2 separate regions of the Mus musculus genome follow, and region 1 is linked to region 2. Evidence: chromatin contacts called from public HiChIP or PLAC-seq data. All regions are on one chromosome and are shown on one strand. Each heading gives the region's core, a stretch centred on a gene start, on an enhancer-like site or on the middle of the called end of the contact. The rest is flanking DNA. Distances are from core to core; before and after follow the strand shown.

Region 1 (6,653 bases), core at 3,027-5,526, 130 kb before region 2:
GAGGTCGGGCATCTACACCAGCCAATGCTACCTGGTCCCCTTCACCATGCTGGGCATGAATACACACACACACACACACACACACACACACACACACACACACACACACACGCATGCACACACGCACGCATGCACACACGCACGCATGCACACACGCACGCACGCACGCACACACACACACACGCACACACACACGCACGCATACCCAAATCCTGGACCAGTCTTAGGAAGCTTGCACTTTGTCTTGAGTTCTTTCTCTAAATAGCCCGTGACCTCAGACACACCGCATCCCTTTCTTTCTGCAGGTCTATTCCACAGAAATAAACAGAAAGGCTGACCCAGGCCTCTGCGCCTCAGGCATGGCTCAGCACCACAATCACCCACCATGCAAGTGAGTGAGGTGCCTCCCTCAACTCCTGCCAACCCTAAAAGATGGTGGGGATGGGGCCCAAGGATGTTTTAAAACACATTCTTCACAGGATCCTGAAGCAACTAGCCCAGTAACTGGCGTTAAAGACTATGGATGGATGCCAGATGTGGTGGCACGCCCCTTCCATCCCAGCCCTTGGGAGGCAGAGGCAGGTGGATCTCTGAGTTCGAGGCCAGCCTGGTCTACAGAGTGAGTTCCAGGACAGCCAGGGCTACACAGAGAAACCCTGTATCATTAAACAAACTAACAAAGGAAGAAAGAAAGAAAGAAAGAAAGAAAGAAAGAAAGAAAGAAAGAAAGAAAGAAGAAAGAAAGAAAGAAAGAAAGAAAGAAAGAAAGAAAGGGAAAGAGAGAGAGAGAAAGAAAGAAAGAGAGAGAGAGAGAGAGAGAGAGAAAGGGAAAGAGAGAGAAAAAAAGGACAAAAACCATGGGCTGTGCTTTTACAAGTCAAGATCTGGACACGTGTAAAAGTCTTACATAGGTACACAATCCCTAAAACCTGTCTATAGGCACTATATACCCGACACAGAGCCATAACTTACAAAGGTGCACATGACACAGAAGACACACATCTGTGCCACATGTGTGCATACCCCCAAACACCCACCAGAGCCAGCACATGGATCACAGATTGCCACAGAACCACCACATCGACACACACACAGCCCTGGGCAAACACAGACACCCACCACACACCCAGTGCATACGCACATATCACACGGAGGCTCACACTAAACAGATGCTAGCCTGAATTTATTTTGCCTCTGGGAACAGGTCCAGAACTAAAGGAGCCATGCTCTGCTGATGAAAACATCCCTCCTGCCTCTACCACCCCCACCCCTTGCCCCAGGCAGCTGGCTCGTGGTCCACAGCCCCTTGAATGACTGGAGGAGGGTAGAAGAGAGAAAGATGGGATAAGGTGAGGCAGAGGCTGAGAGTGGTATTCTAATCTGCTTGGAGACACCCCCCAAATCCAGCCCAGTTCTCTTCCCTTGCCCACCAGGAGACATCATGGGGCCCGGAGTCAGTGCTTGGTCAGGCCAGTTGACTGGATTCTCAGGCCCTGGTCCTACAGAGCAAAAGGCTTAGGGAGTAGCTAGATGTGGGGGCTCCCAGTACGTGGGGCCACTAAGGAAAGGGCTGTCTGGAGTGCCTTCCTGCAGCCCTAAGGCCTGAGGCCCCCATGGAATGTTACCACAGAAACAGGGAAAATATTATAAGGAATACAATACCCGGCAGAGTCACCTGCTCACCAGGCTTCCTGCTGCGCTACCCACCCCCCAGCTCATGGCACTTAGAGCCTTCCCTAGCCTCAACCTGGGCCTCCCCGCCAGAGCTCTCCTTCCTGTCTCCCCTGGATTAGGGAAGCTGCTTCAAGCGAAAGCTCTGCCCTTCTGTGGTTCCAAACAACATCAGGGATGGTGCACTGGGCCCCTCACTCCTGGTCCCTACCCACCCCCCAACACAGGAAATCAAGGCTTCCTGCCCCAGAGGAAGTGCCCCATCTAGTGAACAAATCCAACATATACAAACTCAAAGTCCTGGAGCTGGCGCCTCCAAGGGGACCTGCCTTCAAGCCCTGCAATACCCCATACTCTCCTGCAGCCTCCAGACCACATCTAACCAAGGAAGAGCTCAGAATAGATGCTGGCAGAGGCCGGTCTGGTTGGTGCCATTCCTTGGCTAGGTGACTCTGGGCCTTACATTATTAGCTCACCTTTCTCTGGGGGCTCCTGTCAACGTTGAAACGACCAGTTCTTAAAGAAAGGCAAAGAGCAAAGAAGGCCAAGAAAGAAGTGTGCCTACAGCTATAAAAAGGTCCTCATTTCCAATCCCATCACAACTGAGCCACTAGGAACTAGATAGGTGAGAACCATTATCCCTGAGACAAGGACACAGGAGGCTCTGCCTGTTCCCTTACTCCCCGTGGATTACTGACTGGCTATGTGCGGTTGGTCCCTCTAGCTCTGAGCTTTGGAAAGTGAACTGAGAATCCTCCCCACCCACCCACCTTATCATGTTAATTTTGAGAAAAGCCTGCTTAAGTAAGGTGACCTGCTTAGAAGAGAAACCTTCTTTGCCTCAAAGCTCAGCATATGCCCTTGAGACACAGAAAAATGCCCCAGCTAAGGGGCCAAACTGAGCAGCAGGGGGCTCAGATGCACCCTGTACCTAGCTTTTCCAACGCACAGCTCTGAGGGTCTAGCTTGGAAAGGACATCATAAAACTAAAGACAGAGACACAAGCCTCAGCCCCATTGGGTTCAGGACTTGGTCCAATCTCAGTTATCTGGGTACCATACACTGGAACTGCTTTGTGCCTCATTTCCCCCCCAGGAATCACTGTAAAGAAGAAAAGTACTTAGTTACTGAGGGGAGACGTGAGGCTGCAGAGAGCAAGGAGGTTAAGAGTGAAGGATGATTTGCGGCGGATGGAGAAGAGGCTCGGAAGGTTGGCACAGAGGGGAGGCACGACCGCAGCCCATGGGGGTCCTCTTGGGAAGAAATGGGTCACCTAAGTACAAGTTAGAGGATAGAAACCAACCAAAGTGACAGTCTGCAATGGAATTTGAGCAAATCTAGGTAAAAGTCTGGAGGACTAGCTCCTGATTCCAGATGTTGCACTCCCTCCAGGGCCACCGAGGGCCAATGTCCTATTATCACCCTGAAACTTTGGCAGGCAGAACTGGGCCTCAAGCAGATGCTGCGTTGGGATGTGGGAAGGGATACTTAGCAGCAAGCCAACCCCGCCAGATGATGCAGGATGCTTTGGGGGAGTGCTGGACAGCCAGCAAGGATAGTTCAGGGAACCAATGGTCAGCCCTAAGTCGGCCCCAAACCGGCAGCCAGTGAGAAATAAGTGGGACTCATTAAGCGACCTGCATGCAGGACTTAGGTTTTTCTTCCAACTCAATTGGCGGAGAAATCGCAGTGGCGAAAAGACAGTTCAGTTGCCAGATTTGCCCGGGTTCTCATACTTCTCAGTACTATCAGACTGGGGGTGGGTGGGGGTGGGGGGGCTAGATCCAGCTCCCCACCTCCCTACCTCTCTCAGTACTCAGCCTGCGGCCCCCACTTCCCCACGCCTTTAACTGTCCTCACTGCTAGGCTGAACACAGTGTCTGTCTCTCTATGATGGGTGATCAAGGATAAGGGGTGATGCTCAGAGAAATCTCCCAGCCCAGTACCCCTCCAGGGGACGTTTCCCTCAGCTACAGGATCTGAGTAGGGCCCTGCCCAGTTCTACAAGACAGGGGCGCTGATGTCCAGCCCTGCAAGTTCTGCGCCAGTTCAGTGGGTCCTAGCCTTTGCCCTCCCGCTTCCAAACCTTTGGTCCCGGAGCACCGCCCCCTCCCGGGCCTCGGCGGCCGGCCGTGCCTCCCGGATCCCGGGGAGGAGGGTGACGGGACGCCCGGCCCTTGCACAGGCGGCCCCGGGCCTCCCACTGCCTCCCCGGGGCCTGTCGCTGCCCGGGAGCGGGCGGATGTGGGCGCCCCGCAGGAGGCCGGAGCCCTTCGGCCCCGGAACCAGCCGGGGCAGCGAGCGGGCCAGAGCCCGGGCGAGCGGGCGCGGTCCAGGGCGCGCGGAGGACCCGGCCAGCCGGACCGGCCGGAGACCCAGCCGCAGCCGGAGCGGGAGCCGGGGCGAGCAGCGCAGGGTGCCGCGCGCAGGGCGGGGCGGACGGGGAGGGGGTGGCCGCCCGGTACTCACCCGCGCCGGGGCTGTGCATCCAGGGGCCGGGGCCCTCAGAGCCGGGGGCTCATGGCGGGCGGGGGGCCGGGGCGCCGGCCTCACATCCCCCCGGTCGCCGGAGGCTGCAGAGCGACTGTGAGACGGCGAGAGGAAGGGAGGGGGCCGGGAGGGGGAGGGCCCTGGCAGCCTGGCCGGCCGGGTAGGATGACAATGGAAGGAAATGCTTTATCTGAGTCTGAGAGCGGGCCAAGGGGGAGGGGAGGGAGGGGGCCGGCGCTGGCGGCCCTGGGACACACCACCCGGGCTTCGCTCAGCAGCACACAGCCTGGCGGCAGACACCGATCGCGGCGGGGCGCGGCTCACCGCCCGGGAGGCAGCGCCGAACCCGGAACGCGGGACGCGGCCGGACCCGCGCGCGGCCGCGGAAGCCCCAGCCGCCGCGCGGCGCTGCGCCCCGCGCACAATTCCCGGAAACCCAGATACCTGAGTGCACGCACCCGTGCATACACAGCGTACACGGGCGTGCATCCATGTTTACACAAGCCAGGGTGCTTTACGCTTCGGGGAAGGACTCCTGTGCACACATCTACACACTTAAGTCAACGAGGGCAGCGCTACACACAGGGAGAGCAGGGCACGCTTGGAGTCTCGAGCAAGGAATCCCAGACGGACACCCCTGCCCCATCCTAACACACACACACCACACACACACACACACACACACACACACACACACACACGACTCTCCTCAGGAACACTTCAGGATCTGATTTGAACCACTGCCAGTCCAACCCCAGTGGCACCCCCCGCCCCCACTGTCTGCTGAGGGGAGCAGAAGGGTCCAGTCTGTTCCTATTAAAAGAAAAAAAAAAGGGGATGGGGGGTGGTGCAGTTTTCGAAACTTAAAAAAAATTTTTCTCAAGGGATTTCCTTCCATCCTCTCCTCTTCCTCTTCCATTCCTCTCCCTCCACAATGACCCTCCTTTGCCCCCCCACTCCTGGACCCTATGAGTCAAACTTCAGCAATGTGCCCAGTGTCCCCCAGTGCATTACAGCGGATCACAGAAATGTTCCAGTCTGTGAGTCGGAATGCAGCCGCCTCCAGCCCTCCCTCAGCTAATAAACTCAGCTGAGGACTGGCTTTGCACTGAAGCCCTCCCTGCCTCTCCCCCATCTTAGACGGGAGGAGGTCAGATTCAAGGGTCAGGGGCCGAGGACCTTCCCACTGAGTTTCCTGGCTTGGCCTGTCAGTCCTGTTGCCTCCAGCAATTTGGCAGGTCAGAAAACTGGGAAGGGAGAGCGGTCATTCACCAGGAACACTATGCTCCCCTGCCCTTGAGGTGCCCGCCACTGAAAGGCAGCTTCCTTCTGGTCCCAATCTACTCTCTGAGTCCTCGGAACTCCAAGAACCTTTAGAAGGGGAAAATGAGGCAGACCTAGAGATGTGATATCTTGGAAGCCAGAGTCTTGAGTGGCCTAGAGGGACGTTGGCCATGTTGCTAGGTCACACACAGGTCTAGACTCATGTGCCCTTGTTCAGCTGCTAAGTGTAACTCCTCTGTACCTGTTAATGGGTACTACAACCTTGCCCTAGCATCCATGGCCTCTTGCAATGTGGCACCACACACATCCCTGCCCAGTGTCTCCTGGTACTTTGCTCAGAGGTAGTTACCGTTATTACTACCACAGCCAGCCCTGTCAGCTAGCTGTTCATGTCCCCATACTTACCCACTTCCTTGCCTTGGCCTAAGACACTCCCTACAGAGTAAATGCCGCTCTACCTTTCTCCCTTCTGTTGTTGAAATCCCTTCATCTCCTCTGAAATGTTTCACGATTTCTGTAGCCTCAGCCGGAAGGATTTTCTTTCCCTTGAAGGACTCCACCCCAGCACTGATTTTCTCCCAGCCGCACTGACCCTCAGCTGTCTAGTCTATGAGTCTGAATCTCTTCTTTATCACAAGTGTTCAAGGTACCTAGCTTGGAAGCACTGCCTCAGCGTGGCTTCCGAGTTCTTCATTGACTCATGAATATTCATGACCTTCCAAGATCTCCCTCCAGCTAGACATCTCTAATAGACCCTCTGTCGGAAGTTGTCCATTCTGGCTCTGCTAGACACTTCCTCATCCACTGAGCTGTCTTTCCAAACCAGAGCACTCTACTTCCAACGACTTCCGTGAGGGTTACAGACTTCAGGGGAAAAAAGAAACCTGTGTACAGAGGACCCCCAATCTCTCTTGTTATCTCTCTCCTCCTGTAACCGTACATTGCCCCCACATCTTCCTTTCCTAAAGCTGTTTCTGTGCTGAATTTCTTGTTCGTTAATTTCTACTGGCGCAGCATCCGTGCATCTGCTCCTGAAGCTACCTCTTCTCTTCAGTCTAACCACTGACTTCTGAGTGATTGGGATAAAGATGTGTGGCCACCCATCTATGCTCACCACCCGTCTATGCTCACAATGGTCACCTGTGGCTTTCGGTTCACATCAGGACTCACTGCCTGCAAAATGTAGGCAGAGAGGAGACCAGCACTTG
Region 2 (6,677 bases), core at 1,131-3,630:
ACACACATGGAAGCCGAACAATGTTCTACTCAACGATAACTTGTTCAAGGAAGAAATAAAGAAAGAAATTAAAGGCTTTTTAGAATTTAATGAAAATGAAGACACATCATACCAAAACTTATGTAACACTTATGTAAACTTATGTAAAGAAAGCAGTGGTAAGAGGAAAATTCATAGTTCTAAGTGCCTCTAAAAGAAAACTGGAGAGAGCTTACACTAGCAGCTTGGCAGCACACCTGAAAGCTCTAGAACAAAAACAAGCAAATTCACCCAAAAGGAGTAGACGGCAGGAAATAATCAAACTCAGGACTGAAATCAAACAAATAGAAACAAAAAGAACCATACAAAGAATCAACAAAACCATCAGCTGGTTCTTTAAGAAAATCAAAAAGATACGTAAACCCTTCCTTAACCAGACTAACCAGAGGGCAAAGAGAAAGTATCCAAATTAATAAAATCAGAAATGAAAAGGGAGACATAACAAAGTATATCTTAAAATAATTACAGTTTGTTGAATATTAACAGTTGAAAATAGTAAAATCATGTTCTACAAACATCATGGAAATATTATTGATAATTTTTCTCTCTATGCTAGAACTTAGCATTTTCTTAATGTTTCACTTCAAAAAGTTTTTGCTATTTTGAAATTTTTAAAATATACTTACTGATAAAGTAATTTCTCTCTTAGAAACACTGATAATCTTTTTAAAGTAAACTGATTGTTAGACAATGTTCACAGATATATAATGCATTTTAAATACTCTCTCACTATGTCAGGTGCTATCATATAAGGGCTTTTGAATATATTCCTTAATGATTCATTTTTAATATTTTATGCTCTTTTACTATGCTTAATTACAATAGAATATTTTGTATGTTTTGAAACAATTTAGTATTCAATGTTAGATATAGGATCCTCAGTTATGGATAGTATTAAATATTCATTAATGATATTTTTAGGATATGAATATAAAAGTTGAACAAAATTTTATGTATTATTTGATTCTCAAAATACTCCATAATATTAATATGTTTGATGTATAAAGTGCATTTAAATAATACAAAAAATTATGAAAAAAACAAATAAACAAAAAACAACCAAATCAAACCATCCAAACAAAAACTCCAAAACCAAGACCAACTAACAGACCAAGCTTTCCTCTTTATTTGCGCTGTGTCTATATTTATTAGGATTGTGTCCCACTGTGAGAACATGAAATCTAGGAAGATCAGAATTCTATCAGGGACCTGATTTCTTTTATCCTTCTGTCCAGAGTTCCTCATGGCCTCTTGGTCACAACACAGCTACTTTAATCTCTAATACCAAGCTCACAGTCCAGACAGGAAGAGTGAGAGGATCAGCTGAGTCTCTATCTACTTTAAGGAGACACAGAATTTTTACTAGAAAAAAATCTACAACCTTCCCCCAAACTGGGCAGAACAGTATCACCAGAGTTCATTAACTGCAACCAAACAATATGTTTTTAGCTTAGCCTTTATTTCTCCCAATATCATCAGATTTATTTAAGTAAGAGACATAGAAGTAGGGCTGGAGGGATGGCTCAGCTGTTAAGATCATTAACTGCTCTTCCAGAGGTCCTCAGTTCAATTCCAAGCAACCACATGGCGGCTCACAACCGTCTGTAATGAGATCTGATGCCCTCTTCTGGAGTGTCTGAAGACGGCTACAGGGTCGTCATTTAAATAAAATAAATCTTCTCTTGCTGTTCTTAAAACAGGGTCTCACTTTGCTGGCTGGCCTCAAACTCACGTTCTAGGCTAATTTGAATTTGTGGCGATCCTGCTGTCTCTCAGATGCTGGAAGCCCCGTGCACCATCACACAGGGCTCTTTAGCCCTCTTCGCCAGTTTCATTTCGCTTCTGTGGCACTTTAGCTTTCGGAGGAGCTCTCAAACCCTTTATGCCCATCCCACGTTTTTTGTGGATAGTGGTCCTGAAATAGGATCACCTTGCAAAACTTAGCTTTGGGTTTCATTCTTTTGACTAGCCAGCAGGACTCCGATGGAAGTTGCCTCCAATCAGGCCCCTTGTCACAGTGGTTCTCCATAAGCTCTTTAGGCATTCAGATCCTCTGCCGGGACCTAGTACAGGTTCTGGGTTTTGGGTTTCTTTATGCCCCGTGTCCCTGTGCGGAGAGAATGGCTTTGGCCGTCCTCCTCTCACACAGAAGCGCTCTGATCCGGAAGCTCAGATCTGGGGGTATAGAGGAGCGACGTTCTGTCTCCGAGCACCTCCGCGGTTCTCTGTCGCCCCCTACCGGTGGGTAGGTGCGCTGCCGCTGCGCGGCAGGAGGGACGCGCTGGAGCTCAGGGCGCAGGCGCAGGCGCTCGCGCTCGCCCGGGTCCTCGGGCGGGCTTGCGGTTCTGCGCGTGCGCACGGGCGGAGGCGCGCCGAGGACTCGCTGGAGCGGGCAGGTGGAGGGAGGAGTGGTCCCGGGAGTAACTGCCAGCAGTTGGTGCGCCACAGGTCCGGGGGCGCCCGCGTTCCCGAGCCTCGGAGGCCTGAACGCGTTCGGAACGTGGCTTTTTTTGTGCGGGGGCGTGACCTGAGCCCGCCTCCTCGGCTGGGAGTGGAGGAGAATGGGGATCGCTGAGGCCTTTAATTAATCTGGTGCCTGTTGTTTGTGTGCCCGAGGTGCAGCCTGTTTGCCTTTTGAGTTTGCAAACAGAGGGGAGGAAGCGGCGGGGTGGGGTGGGGGAGCAGGAGGGGAGATGGGGTCTTCCGGGCAGAGAGCCTAATCCAGCGAGGGCCGTCCTATTCCAGGGGGAGGGGAGGCCAGACACGACACGGGACACTGCTGCAAAAGGAAGGCCGCAGTAGGAACTGCCAGTGTTGCGCACACAGGCACACACTTAGAACAACAGCCTCTTGCTCAGTATTTTGCACTTTATGCAGAAGTGATTTTTTTTTACCTCTAGAGCGGCCCCACATGGACACTAACACGCGCTCACCACCCCCCTCCCCATATAGGAGATGACACATGGGGTCTCAGCACTCCTCTGCCCTCACATTTTGTCAGCGAAAGAAGGATGACAACCCGGAGGACTTGCTGGCTGATAGAGATCAGGAGGAAGCCATCGCTCAGTTCCCCTATGTGGAGTTCACTGGGAGAAATAGCATCACCTGTCACACCTGCCAAGGAGCAGGCTACATCCCAGCAGGTGAGACCATCGGCCATCACACGGAAAGCACTCTGGCATCTGCTCCAGCCAGCCCTCCATAGTCATAGCCCGCCCTGAATTGTAGCCAGCTCCGCTGCCCTGATAAATGGACAGACTCCAGGTTTTTTGTTTTTTGTTTTTTTTAAATCTTACACTCGGAACCCTTTCTCTTCTTCATTTCTACTCCTTTATTAATGCCTTAGTTTCTTTTCTGGTTGCTCTGATAAAATACTCTGACAATGGCAATTTAGGGGATGAAGGTTTATTCTGATTCACAGCTCCAGGTCACAGCTCCATCACTGAGGACAAGTTATACAACAGCAGCAATTTGAAATCGCTTATGTCACCTTATAGTCACAGCAAACAGCGAGCGAGGAGTGCTCGTACCTGGTTTCCCCTTCCCTATTCATTCAGAGATACAGCCTATGAAATGGGTGCCACCCACATTTAGGGAGGGTCTTCACATTTCAGTAAACCCAGTTAAGAAAATCACTCACAGACACGCCCCGTGGGCCGACCTAATCCCGTCTGTATCCACTGAGACATCTTCCTAGGCCACTCCGGGTTCCCAGCCCCTCTCTGGTTTGGAATGTTTATTTCTCTGCTGTGGGATCTGTTGACAAGGATGTTTCTCTATCGTTCTTGCTCATAAGGATGGCCACAGCATTGTGAAGGAGATATTCTAGCAGATCCTTTACAAACAAAGGCACCATGAGCAGTAGCCAGGGGTCAGCAGAATACCAGGGGGTGGGGAGTGACAGTCGGCTCAGGAGTGGGGCCTGGATTATCTGTAGCAACAGCTGCCACTAAGTTGACCCTAGGTGTTGGGGGAGTCACAGAGATTAGAGCTTTTAAGAACCTTACAAACCACACAAAGCTCCAAGTGAAAAGTGACAATGGCTTTGAGATGTTCCGAGACTTCGTCAAAGACAGCGAAGGCAAGAGCCCCCCAGCCTCAGTGCCGCAGCCCTACGGTGCTGGTAGAAGTTTTACAGTTTGTGGCGTTCTCCTTAGGCTAATCTGTTTCTTCCCCTCCAGCTTTTCTTATCCTGTCTCTACATTTACCCGTTCCTTCATCCAACCAAAAGTGTACGTTTTAGTGTCTAAGCCCAGCTGAATCTCAGCTGTGCCAGTTGACGGCGAAATGTGACAAGAAGAGGAAGGGCCACTCATACCTGGGGTTTACAGAATGAGTCTGTGTTTGCTGCTTTTCTAGAGCAAGTCAATGAGTTGGTGGCTTTGATCCCCCACAGTGACCAGAGGCTGCGTCCTCAGAGAACGTGAGTTGGCTGGCTCTCATCTGCCAATACCTTCTTCTGTTCCCAACTCCTCTCTATGAAAGAACACCAAGTAATCTTTGAGAAAGATGTCTGTTCTTATATCTGCCCTGTTTCCTTATTTTCTTTATCCACTAATTTATGATTATTACCTCATTATTTATTTATTTATTTATTTATTTATTTATTTATTGTGATACTAAGGCTTGAACCCAGGCCCTCTCACTTACTAGACAAGCACTCTTCCACTGAACGATAGCCTAGTCCTCCCCATTTCCCCTAGAACTTTTGCTTAAGTGAAATGTCTCTGTCTCGTGTTACAGTCTGGGCAAAGAAATGTGAAGCTAGAAACATCTTAAGGGTCAACTGAAAGGAAGGGGTTGGGGAAAGAGGCCGTCCTGGGAGATGAGCGGTGTTTAGGAGATAAAAGCACCGGTTTCTCTTTGGAGGGCGAATGGTGCTCAGAAGGGCTGAAGGGCCTTTTCTTGCCCCATTGCTCTGTGCCCAGTCTGTGCTTCCTGATTCTGTTCGCTTCCTTTCACTGCATCAGTATTGTGTCAATCAGGACCATTTAGGCTCCCGTATCTGGTATCTGACCGACCACGGTGACCCTGTGCTGTCGTTTGCAGAAAACAGTATGTCCTCCTGTCGGTCCTGCTGTGTCTCCTGGCATCTGGCCTGGTGTTCTTCTTTCTGTTTCCACACTCGGTCCTCGTGGACGATAACGGCATCAAAGTGACAAAAGTCACGTTTAATGAACAGGACTCCCTTGTGGTCCTTGATGTCACGGTAAGATGAACGGCCTCGCTTCCTGGCCTGCGCACTTGCCAGCCTTAGACCGGGACACTTACCTGGCGCTTCCTCCCTTGCCCTTCCTAGGCCACCCTGAAGATCAGGAACTCCAACTTCTATCCTGTGGCGGTCACCAACCTGTTCAGCCAGGTCCAGTACATGAAGGCTGTGGTCGGCTCGTACACAACCACGAATGTCTCACTCATTGCCCCTAGGAGTGAGCACCTGGTATGTCGTTGTTGATGGGCCTCTGCCCACGGGCTAAGGAAGAGAGCAGGTGCTGTGAGGATGCTGTGAGGATGCTGTGGGGATGCTGTGGGGATGCTGTGGGGATGCTGTGAGGATGCTGTGAGGATGCTGTGAGGATGCTGTGAGGATGCTGTGAGGATGCTGTGAGGATGCTGTGGGGATGCTGTGGGGATGCTGTGGGGATGCTGTGGGGATGCTGTGGGGATGCTGTGAGGATGCTGTGGGGATGCTGTGAGGATGCTGTGAGGATGCTGTGAGGATGCTGTGAGGATGCTGTGGGGATGCTGTGGGGATGCTGTGGGGATGCTGTGGGGATGCTGTGAGGATGCTGTGGGGATGCTGTGAGGATGCTGTGGGGATGCTGTGGGGATGCTGTGGGGATGCTGTGGGGATGCTGTGGGGATGGATGCTGAGGTTCCATCCCATTCCTCTCTTCTGCCCACCGAAGACCTGTAATGATGGACAGTTGGGAAGGGACAGAATTGGCTAACATACTTGGACAGTGAAAGAATTGATGAGAGAAAGAGAGTCACCAAATCAAGAGGAGGTGGGACTATAGCCTAAAGCCTGAGGCCCCTAGGGGAAGGGCCCCAAGGTTTTCATTTCAAGCTCCGAGGATGCTTTGTATGTGATGGAAGAGTGGCCCAGCACCTGTGGGTTGATCCCATTAATGCTGTTGTGAGAAGCTTGCCTGTCATAGGCTGACGCGGGTCTTGTTTTATTTTCAGGTGAATTTTACCGTGAAGGCTGAGGTGGGAGGACCGTCTTCCTATGTGTAGTAAGGACAGAGTTCTCTCTAGTACACTATCTGCCTGGAGAGAGTCAGAGTCCTCCTTGATTGACTGTGTCCCTGGCTCTGCCGTGAGCCCCAGATTTGGCCTGTGGACTCCCTAGCTTTATCTTCCTGTGGGGGTTTTGAGAGGAGATGTCATTGTCACATGACTAAAGTTCTGAGCTTTCTAAAGAGTATTAACCACTAGAAACAGCCTCAAACCCCAGCATGTAAACAGACAACGGCTTTGAAAAGCAGGGGCGTGGTGTGGAGGGCTGCAGATGACACCTTGTAGGGCTCTGAACCAGTGGTCCTTGGCAGCATTTTGGTTTGAAGGGCAGGCATGGGAAAGAGAAGGTGCCCCACATAGTTTGACAGTGTAACTCCACACTGCCCTCTAAGTCT

The links. HiChIP or PLAC-seq counts read pairs in DNA pulled down with a chosen protein or histone mark.
Region 1: an H3K4me3 HiChIP or PLAC-seq map of embryonic stem cells shows a contact between it and region 2, with 25 read pairs. The contact joins the promoter of Hdac7 here to the promoter of Tmem106c in region 2. A contact is called at or near these places in 14 of 39 promoter capture datasets (the 3T3-L1 cell line, the HPC-7 cell line, HPC-7-derived erythroid cells and 10 more), 4 of 15 datasets of contacts at CTCF or cohesin (CD8 T cells, the NIH/3T3 cell line and embryonic stem cells), 23 of 484 Hi-C or Micro-C datasets (the C2C12 cell line, CD4 T cells, CD8 T cells and 16 more), 20 of 115 datasets of contacts at active chromatin or transcription factors (CD8 T cells, the HPC-7 cell line, the SCID.adh cell line and 15 more) and 3 of 9 other capture datasets (adipose tissue, liver and pancreatic islet).

What each region holds. Positions count from the first base shown.
Region 1 is chr15:97,827,219-97,833,871 of GRCm38.p6, forward strand. Hdac7 (histone deacetylase 7) reads right to left here and starts at 4,277. Exons shown (of 25, transcript NM_001378971.1): 1 at 4,141-4,277. The coding sequence starts at 4,159. It overlaps Gm33636 (a long non-coding RNA gene), which reads left to right and starts at 3,468. Exons shown (of 4, transcript XR_001781759.2): 1 at 3,468-4,087.
Region 2 is chr15:97,961,849-97,968,525 of GRCm38.p6, forward strand. Tmem106c (transmembrane protein 106C) reads left to right here and starts at 2,381. Exons shown (of 8, transcript NM_001252153.1): 1 at 2,381-2,487; 2 at 2,992-3,182; 3 at 4,399-4,462; 4 at 5,089-5,248; 5 at 5,339-5,479; 6 at 6,229-6,278. The coding sequence starts at 3,002.